2 separate regions of the Mus musculus genome follow, and region 2 is linked to region 1. A link is a contact called in public promoter capture Hi-C data. All regions are on one chromosome and are shown on one strand. Each heading gives the region's core, a stretch centred on a gene start, on an enhancer-like site or on the middle of the called end of the contact. The rest is flanking DNA. Distances are from core to core; before and after follow the strand shown.

What was found. Promoter capture Hi-C pulls out the DNA fragments that hold promoters and counts their contacts.
Region 2: a promoter capture Hi-C map of pre-B cells shows a contact between it and region 1. The contact joins the promoter of F9 here to the promoter of Arhgef6 in region 1.

What each region holds. Positions count from the first base shown.
Region 1 is chrX:57,335,732-57,340,694 of GRCm38.p6, reverse strand. It overlaps Arhgef6 (Rac/Cdc42 guanine nucleotide exchange factor (GEF) 6), which reads left to right and starts at 1,966. Exons shown (of 22, transcript NM_152801.2): 1 at 1,966-2,357; 2 at 3,660-3,743. The coding sequence starts at 2,121.
Region 2 is chrX:59,997,703-60,002,117 of GRCm38.p6, reverse strand. It overlaps F9 (coagulation factor IX), which reads right to left and starts at 2,654. Exons shown (of 8, transcript NM_007979.2): 1 at 2,567-2,654. The coding sequence starts at 2,654.

The sequences.
Region 1 (4,963 bases), core at 717-3,216:
CAAGTCAAAATGCATTAAAACAAGCAAACAGAAGAAAAAGAGCCAAAGAAAAAGCACAAACAACACAGATAGATGCAATGACACCTGTACACACACACACACACACACACACACACACACACACACATACACACACACACACACACACACACACACACACACGGGAAAACACAGAGCCAGAAGCCACAATATAAATACAAAGGACCTATGGACCTATGTGATTTAAAAAAGAATAAAGTAAAAACAAAACCATACCTTGACAAAGTATTATGAGACAAAGAACGTCCAAAGTTGCCATTGAGTTCATTTTGAGTTGCCTAGCTACTGCTGGGAACAGGGCCTGCCTGTCCTTATAATAAGAGTGGTTTGTATAGTCCATGATATTCTCTTGGAGAAAATTAAGTTTTCATTTCTGAGTGGTTATTAATTAGGGATAGCTCCTGGATTAGGGAAGTGAACCCCCATCCCACATACACCATAAAATTATTTTGTTACTATTTCATTAGTGTAATTTTGCTACTGTTATGAATCATAATACAAACATATGACTTCTGAAATATATGGTATGTGATCTTTCTAAAAAGGTCCTCTAATATCCAAAGGGGTTGAGACCCACTGATCTAGACTGTGCATGATTGTAATGAAATAGCCTGTAAATATTAAAATTATTCAATTGGCCTGGGGCTATAGCTCAGTTGGTAGAGTGCCTGTCTAGTGTGTACAACATCCTAGGATCAACCCCAAACACCCCGTAAACTGGATTTGATTTTGCATGCCTCTAATCCTCGCATCTGGGAGGAGGAGGCAGAAGAATCAGGAGTTCAAAGTCAGCCTCAGCTACAAGAAACTATCCCTATCACTATCACCATCAAAAAAAGCAGGGAGACAGAGAACAACAAGAACAGGATTGTGAGACTTAGCGGGAAACAGCTATAATTAACTGGATGCCTCACATACATGTGGAGAGGTGCTGACGGCCTGCATTTGCCAACATTGAGCTATACAATTAAACTCTGCCTTATCATAAATTTCTCTATAGTATGACTATTTTACCTGGTACTAAAAGTGTTTGACAATAACAAACCTCTCTGGATTCATGAGCGAGGCTGGTTTGCAGATCACTATTTTAAATGCATCGTGTTTGTTGATGACAAGAAGTGAATCTTTCAGTCTGTAGTGTAGACAGAGAAGACAAGTGCTCTTTTGTTCTCAAGTGCTCTGTCTCCAAACATATTTCCCTCATTTTCTGTGACTGTGTCTAAGCCTTTGCTAAGGGTGCTGCAGCTGGACTGTGGAGTGGAACCAGGTCCAGAAAAAGAATTGCTAAAGAATGCAAGTAAACAGGATGTCAGATGTTATCCTTAGCCTATTTCCCTAAACATAGCTTTTTTGGCTACAACGTAAAATGCCATTCTTCCAGCTTCTGCTTAAATGCAGCGATGGCTGACAGCAGGGACAATCTTCCTTTGCTTGGCAAGTTTGTCACCATGCGGCTCCACATGTTTTGTAAAGAAGGCATGATCGTGACACACACTGTCACTGTGAGATTGTCTGAGGACATCCGGCCATTTCTGGGAGGAATTTTTTCAGTCCACCTAAGTCTTTGTTTGAGCTCTCTTTTACCAGCACAGCTCCCCACGAGGCTCAGATCTGTCTGACCTAAGAGCCAGTTGGCATCCTCCTCCTGACAGAAGCCAGATTTTTCACTGAGACTAGACTGTATTGACAGTGTTTTCCCAGTCTGCCCCATGCGTGTCTCATTTCCAAGGCTCTGTAAAGTGCTGGCTCACTCCGGTTTCCACGAGCACTTGCTGACTTTTCTGCCTCCCCAGCATCCTCCTCACTTCCTTTCCTTACAGCTTCTTGCACTGTTGTACGTGTTCCTCCCCCCACCCCACCCCCCCAAAGAAAAACCTAATGAGTTTGTTTTGCAAGTTTCGAAAAAGAACCAGTGATGTTCTCTCAGGAGTTTGTCCATTCCTTATCATTCCTTTCCATATCTTTAGGTATGATCTCTGTGGTTTAGAAATCCCACGTTCCTCTGTTGTCAGAGAAAAGTTGCCTTAAACCTTTGCCCCGCAAGCACCAGAAGAGCGCTCATAAAAGGAAGACAGCAGCAGATGCAATCACGGATGTGGCTTAGTCTTCACAGCTGCCCCGAGAGCTGTTCAGAGCGTCCGAGAGCCTCAGTCATGAATCCAGAAGAACGCCTTGTGACATGGCTTATATCTTTGGGAGTTCTAGAGTCTCCCAAAAAGACTGTCTGTGATCCAGAGGAGTTCTTGAAGTCCTCGCTGAAAAATGGGGTAGTGTTGTGCAAACTCATAAACAGACTTCTGCCTGGCTCGGTGGAGAAGGTAAGGTCATTTTGCTGTGTCTTTGGGATTACTTTCCACCACAGAGCAGCAATAATATCATTCTTGAGATTTTTCTATTGCGGGGTCATGGGAATCCCCTTCTTCAATATCTTTCTAAAAGTTAGGCGTTTTTATTTACTGTCCTTGTACTTTGAAAAAGTCAGAAAACGAAATATTATCCTTCAGTAATTGACCCCCTGATGTTACCTTACTAAAGCTGGGCTACAGGACTGCCAATCAGGGATAGGAGGACAACCTTATTGTGTACAAGTTTGCTGTGGTTGTGGAAATGCACATTAAACTTCCCCTGTGCACTTTAGACATGTTTTGAGCATGAGTCTGTGGGATAATGGAATAATTTTGTTGTAGATCTTTCTGGTGTTTGAAAGTTTGCCTAAAAAAAATGATGGAGACTTCCTTGTTTGTTTGTTTGTTTTAAGATTCATTGAAGAAAAGTCTATTCACAAGTGTCAATGTTACTTAAAACTCCCCCAAAACCAAAGAGAAACCAACTCTATGCATTGAAGGCAATGGGCATTCAAAGTGAAACTAAACCTTGCTTTAAAAAAACTTCAAGAGTTTTGAGGTTAGAAGCCCATGTTATGACAGTGGACAGTTTCTAAAGTAGGTGCTTTTGTGTCATTAAAGATAGAGTACTTATGATTCTTTTCTTAAGGTCATTGTGCACATAACTTAAATAAGGGTCTTTTGCCTTTTGGAATCAGTTCTATGTTTATGGAACAAGTAGATTTACTTATAATTTTTCAAATGTGAGAAATGGTGATTAAACTGATAAGATACAGAGAGACATAATAAAAAATGTGATGCTTAGACATAGTGAAATATGAACAAATTATCATGAGGAGTAGAGGGAGGTGATCAAAGTAACCTCAGGCAAAAGCAGGACTAAACGATATATATTTATATATACATACGCAGACACACAAACACACACACACACACACACACACACACACCTCAAACTGAGGCCGACTGCATCAATGTGTGTGTGTGTGTCCGTCCGTGTGTCCGTGTCTCTTAGTTTCTCCGATTTGCTAGCACCACAGTCGAGTAGAAGGTATGAGAAAACCTTAAGTAGAAGTGGCTTGGAGACCTCTGAAACAAAAAGCAACCGTTCAGGCATTTGCATCACTTCCTTCAGTGGTTACTTCTCTTCCTGGATGGAGAGCAGGGCTGCCCTCTGCCTTCCAAAGCCAACTGTGTCTAGTTATCAGCAAAAGAATATGATGATGGTTTGTCATGGCTTAGCAATCTCCAAGTGACATTTGACTCTTTCCTTAGTATTGTCTGGAACCCCAAACTGAGGCCGACTGCATCGACAACATCAATGACTTCCTGAAAGGATGTGCAACTCTTCAAGTGGAAGTAAGCTTACTTGTCTTGCCTTTGATGTTGCCATTATTTTCTGCTCTCTTAATTAAAAAGTCCGCAAATGTAAGGATTGATTTTCGCTGCCAGTAGCCACAGAGTAAATAGAGGTAGAGAACCCTTTAGAGAATCTCCAGTGGAGATTGATGATGCCCAGTAGTGTCTTTCAGAACCTAATACTAAACAAAGCAAAACTATTGACTGGAAATGGTGGTACACACCTATACTCTGCAATAGTAAGGTGATGGAGACATGGAAGTCAGAGGGTCAAGGTCATCCTTGGTTATACATTTAAATTTTGGGCCAGTCTAGGCTACATGAAAGTCTTTTTCAGAGAGAGACTGAGACAGAGACAGACAGAGAGCAAAAAGAAAATAACAAAACAACAAAATGCAAAATTGATGACTTTTAAATGCAGCTTCTTTCTAGGAGATCAAGCTTTGTGTGGATGTGCTTCCTTCTTAATGGAGGTAATGCCAGCCAGAGAGTCACTGGCAACAGCAGTAAAATTAATCTTCCAAAAAGAAATGGCCCAAATGAGCAACCTTGAAAATATACATACAAGTAACATTATATGGACTGAGCAGATTGTATTTAGGAACATATATGTACATGTTTATACATATACAATGTGGTAGCAATTAATGGGAAAAGAGGCCATAATTTTTAAACATTTATTTATTTATTTTATGTATATGAGTACACTGTAGCTGTATACAGATGGTTGTGGGCCTTCATGTGGTTGTTGGGAATTGAATTTAGGAGCTCTGCTTGCTCTGGTCAGCCCCGCTCACTCCAGCTCAAAGATTTATTTATTATATGTAAGTACACCAGAAGAGGGCGGCAGATCTCTTTACGGATGGTTGTGAGTCACCATGTGGTTGCTGGGATTTGAACTCAGGACCTTTGGAAGAGCGATCAGTGATCTTACCTGTTGAGTCATCTTGCCAGCCTGAGGCCATAAATTTGAAGGAGAGTGGAAAGGGGTACGCAGGAACATTTGGAGCAAGAACAGGAAAGGGAGAAATGCTGTAACAACAACAACAACAATAAAAGAAACAGAAAAAGAAATGGCCTTTTAAAGCCCATTAACACTTCCGAACAAAGGGAGGCCTTGAAACACTATAAGAACCTGGCTGGCCTTTAGGTCACAGCTGTACTTAAGCAGATCAGAGGGAGAGGTTTGCTTGCAATGCACAAGGCCCTGGCTTCAATCC
Region 2 (4,415 bases), core at 1,405-3,904, 2.7 Mb before region 1:
AAACCAGATGAAGCATCTTGAATACTTCCATTATTATATATACACAGATCTTTCTCTGTGAGGGTTACTATCTACACAAAATGCTCCACATTAGTGACTATTTTTATTGTTCTCTCAGTGTGTGTGTGTGTGTGTGTGTGTGTGTGTGTGTGTGTGTGTGTGTGTGTGTGTGTGTGTATGTGTGTGTGTATGTGTGTGTGTGTGTTCTGGCTAGCTTTTATGTCAATTTGACACAAGCTAGAGTCATTTTGGAAGAGGAACCTCAATTTGAAATATGCCATCACCAAACTGGCCTGTGAGAAAAACTGTGGAGTATATTCTTGAATGATGATTGATGTGGGAGGGCCAAGATCACTTTTGGATGTGCTACTCATAAGCTGGTGATCCTGTTTCTGAGTTGTGTAAGAAAGCAGTCGGAGCAAGCCTTGAGGAGGAAGACAGTAAGCAGTATTTCTCCATGGCTTCTATATCAGCTCCTGCCTCCAGGTTCTTGTCTGGTTTCAGTTCCCTCTCTGACTTCCCCCAGCTGAAATAAACCTTTTCGCCCCAAGTTACTTATGGTCATGGTGTTTAAAATGACTACATAAACCCTAAGAATATGTGTGTGTGTTTACATATACACATACATGTATATACATCCATCTGTATTTATGCATACATGCATTGTAAGTGTTCTCATACATGTGGGGATTAAATGACAATCCTGGAAGTCAAGTCTCTTATTCACTGTATAGACCCTCGGGATCAAACTCAGGTTGTTAGGCTTGGTGGAAAGCAGTTTTGCCCAATGAACCATCCAGGTCAGACATTTAAGGATAGTGGGCAACTATTCATTTCTTGAGATCTTGCTCCAAACACTGTATCTTTCAGGAGATTTTACATCCATTATGTTCCTTCTTTTGTACTTCCTAAGCATGTGGTACACACCTCATCCCTTCCCATTAAAGTCTTTTTTTCTGAACCCATTCATCTCTGCCACAGTACCTTGTCACAGTACCACGAACCACAACAGTATGGACTAATATCCAAATACATGCATTAAAGATAATTTTGATTTGCATACATTGTAAGCACAAATTCATTTCACAGACTAATTTTGATTTCCCAATTCTAATTTGTCACAATAAGGCAGTAGTTATGAACATGGGGCCTCTCTGTTCTAAAGCCCAGGACCGTTTAACAGAAGAGTGTGCTTTATGAATACCTAGCCCCACTCCCCAGCCAGGGCCATTTCCCTGGTTCCCTGACCAAACTGACTCACAATCTTGTTCTTTTTATCCTCAATACTGTCTGGGGATCATATATTTAACACCTCTTTAGTCATTATTGCCACAGCTCTGAAATCATGATTTTTTTCTATCATTTTACATCTGAGATTCCCTCACCACTAAGACGTGCTTGGATCTTTATAAGAGAGTGCTTGGATCTTTTGTTCTCACATAGGTCAATCTGATGCACTAGGTTGAATGACCTGCCTTTATGGTCCACGTAATGAGTTTCCAACATGTATTTTTCATCTCTACCCACTTTGCTAGTGCAGTTTAACCTTTGCATTCTCACATCATCATTTCAGCTTTTAAGTCTGATTCCACAGTTGACATCATGTCTGGAGTGGGAACCAGGAGACCAGCCGATTTTCTGGGGATGCTCAGGGTTGGCACCTCTGATCCTGGCACTGTCACTTGCTTGACTTTAGTAGGTTGACTAGTAAGTGTGATAAATGCATCTGGGGCAATCAGGCTGTTTGTCTAAAGCCAGTAAGTTCTTCCTGTGTGCCTTTCCCTGGGGAGTAATGCCACTGTTGTTGCAAAAAACGAAACCAAACGAAACCCTGATGTGCTGTACTTTGCATGAATTAAGCTACTCCTCTTTCTGGCCATTTGTATACTTACTTTTGTCCCCTAGGGAGGCCTCTGAGTATTATGGTTCTCTAAACATCAGCTCTGAGATGTATGACAGATGAGCTGATTTATTTCCATCTATGTAAAAGCTTTCATTACAGACAGCAACTTAGTAATAAAAGCGTAATCTTTCAATTTTAGCTGAGAAATTAAACTATAAATATATGTTTAAACATTATAACTATGCCTTACCATCTAGTTCTAAAACACTGGAACACATGTAGATTCAAGAAAGACTTTTTATGCAAATTAACCATTGTGGTTTTGATGTTTCCCCTTTTTATTTCAAGGTGATGAGTCTAAAATCCTAAAATAACATGTTTCCTGCTTATTGTGCAATTTCTTTGTTAAGACATTTTCCGATTTTCATTTTTTTAAAACCAAGGACACATAAATTTTAAGTGGAATTATATTGTCAAATCATAAGAATAACTGTATCTATTAAATAAAAATGCACCACAAGCCCTGTAAATGTAGTTCGTTTTTTCAAATATTGAAACTGAAGTTACCACAGAGCCAGAGTTCCTGGCTGACGTGCTTCCTGCTACAATAGAAACTATAGCTGCCAAATCATGAAATCTTGCTTTACTTGATAAAGGTAGTTCTAAATATTTCTGTTTTTAAAGGAGAAGCATATTAAGCATAGCATCGAAAAAGAAACAAACCTGCACATTCGGTACTGAGTAGATATCCTAAAAGGAAGATGGTGATGAGAGCCGGGGATTCTGCCATGACGGTGTTCAGGTGCTTCATGACCTTTGTTAGGAGATTGTGCAAGCGTCAGGGCTAATCAATCGTTCCAAAGTGCAAGCTGAATGGGACTTACTTCTGGGAAATTGTTGTCCATCTCCCTCGGTGTATCTTTGGGCTATTTCCAGTTGGTTCTTGGATCAAGTGAAGAGAATGGTCAGGGCTTGTTATTAAAGTACACTCTGAGGTTCTTGGTTCTGTGAGGGCTCAAATGCCCCAGTGTAGGGGAATGCCAGGACCAGGAAGAAGGGGTGGGTGGGCTGGAGAGCAGGGAGAGGGGGAAAGAGATAGGGGGGTTTTGGAGGGGAAACCAGGAAAGGGGATAACATTTGAAATGTAAATAAAGAAAATATCTAATAATAAAAAAAAGTGGCCGGCCGGTGGTGGCGCACGCCTTTAATCCCAGCACTCGGGAGGCAGAGGCAGGCAGATTTCTGAGTTCGAGGCCAGCCTGGTCTACAAAGTGAGTTCCAGGACAGCCAGGGCTTTACAGATAAACCCTGTCTTGAAAAACAAACAAACAAAACAACAACAACAACAAAACAAAACAAACAAACAAACAAAAAACAAAACAAAACAAAACAAAACAAAACAAAACAAAACAAAACAAAACAAAAAGTGCACTCTGGTTTCATGAGCTGCTGCCACTGGAGCAGAGCTACAATTGTGCTGCCAGGTAAGTTTATCTGTGGGAACTCAGTTTATCTTCATCACAGAGCAATAATATAGAGTTTAAAGATAACAAGTGAATCCTTTTATTTGGTCTATTATGTTAATTTCTTATATATATTTATATATAATGTTTAGAATAGTAACTATGTATCAGCCTGTGACTTGTCATATTTTTAAAATTATTCACCATTAATTTAACCTGAAAAAAAACTCAGTTTCCTTATCTGTAATTGGGAACAGTACACAGTACCTCTACTGTACATATTTCATCATTGGAAGCTTAATAAATAAGATGTCTTAATACTCTGAAAGCTCTTAATGGATATTATTTATTGTCGGTATTTTGTTATTGCTATGTGTGTTTTGATAAATAATAAATGGAAAAATAAATGGAATAGAGAAAATAAAATGGCTAATTTTCCCATGTCTTTGTCAATGTTCTTGTCCTTGCTAATGGGATAAGCAAAAAAAGATACCTTGCTTGTATCTAATTTTGCTCCAATTATGAATTAGAATTCCAATTCCCTTAGAATTAAAGACAATTTGTGTCTTATTAGTTGATGAACTTAGCCTACTTCTAGGGTTATATCATCTAACTACTAGTTAATCATATTTACCCAACTTTTTATGGGTTCACATAGATTTTTGCTCTAGGATTTAAAAGTAGGCACAACTCTGAAACTTATTTTTTTCCATTTCTGAAGGATTCTTCTGAGTTGGGTTAACAGTGACCCATCACTCAGAGGTACCATCCTTCTATTCTAAAACTGTTACTGACTCCCAAGTTTTATTAACTTAATCTGGTACTGCTTCCTAAAGGTCTTTACTGGAAACATATATGCAATACTGAAACACAAAATGCCCAAGGAAGCTTATGGAAGCTTACGTCATTCAAAGCACCGTGTCTATGCAGAGGACGAGATTCTGGTTGGTATTCCAACACTGTCTTGTTTTCTTTAGACATGAAAAGAAGGGTATAGGATGGATTAAATATAACAAGAATTGGTTGAACATGTTTCTGTGATGATTTCTTCTATAACATTTTAAAATTGTGATAAAATACACCTAATACCAAATTTATTTTCTTGACTA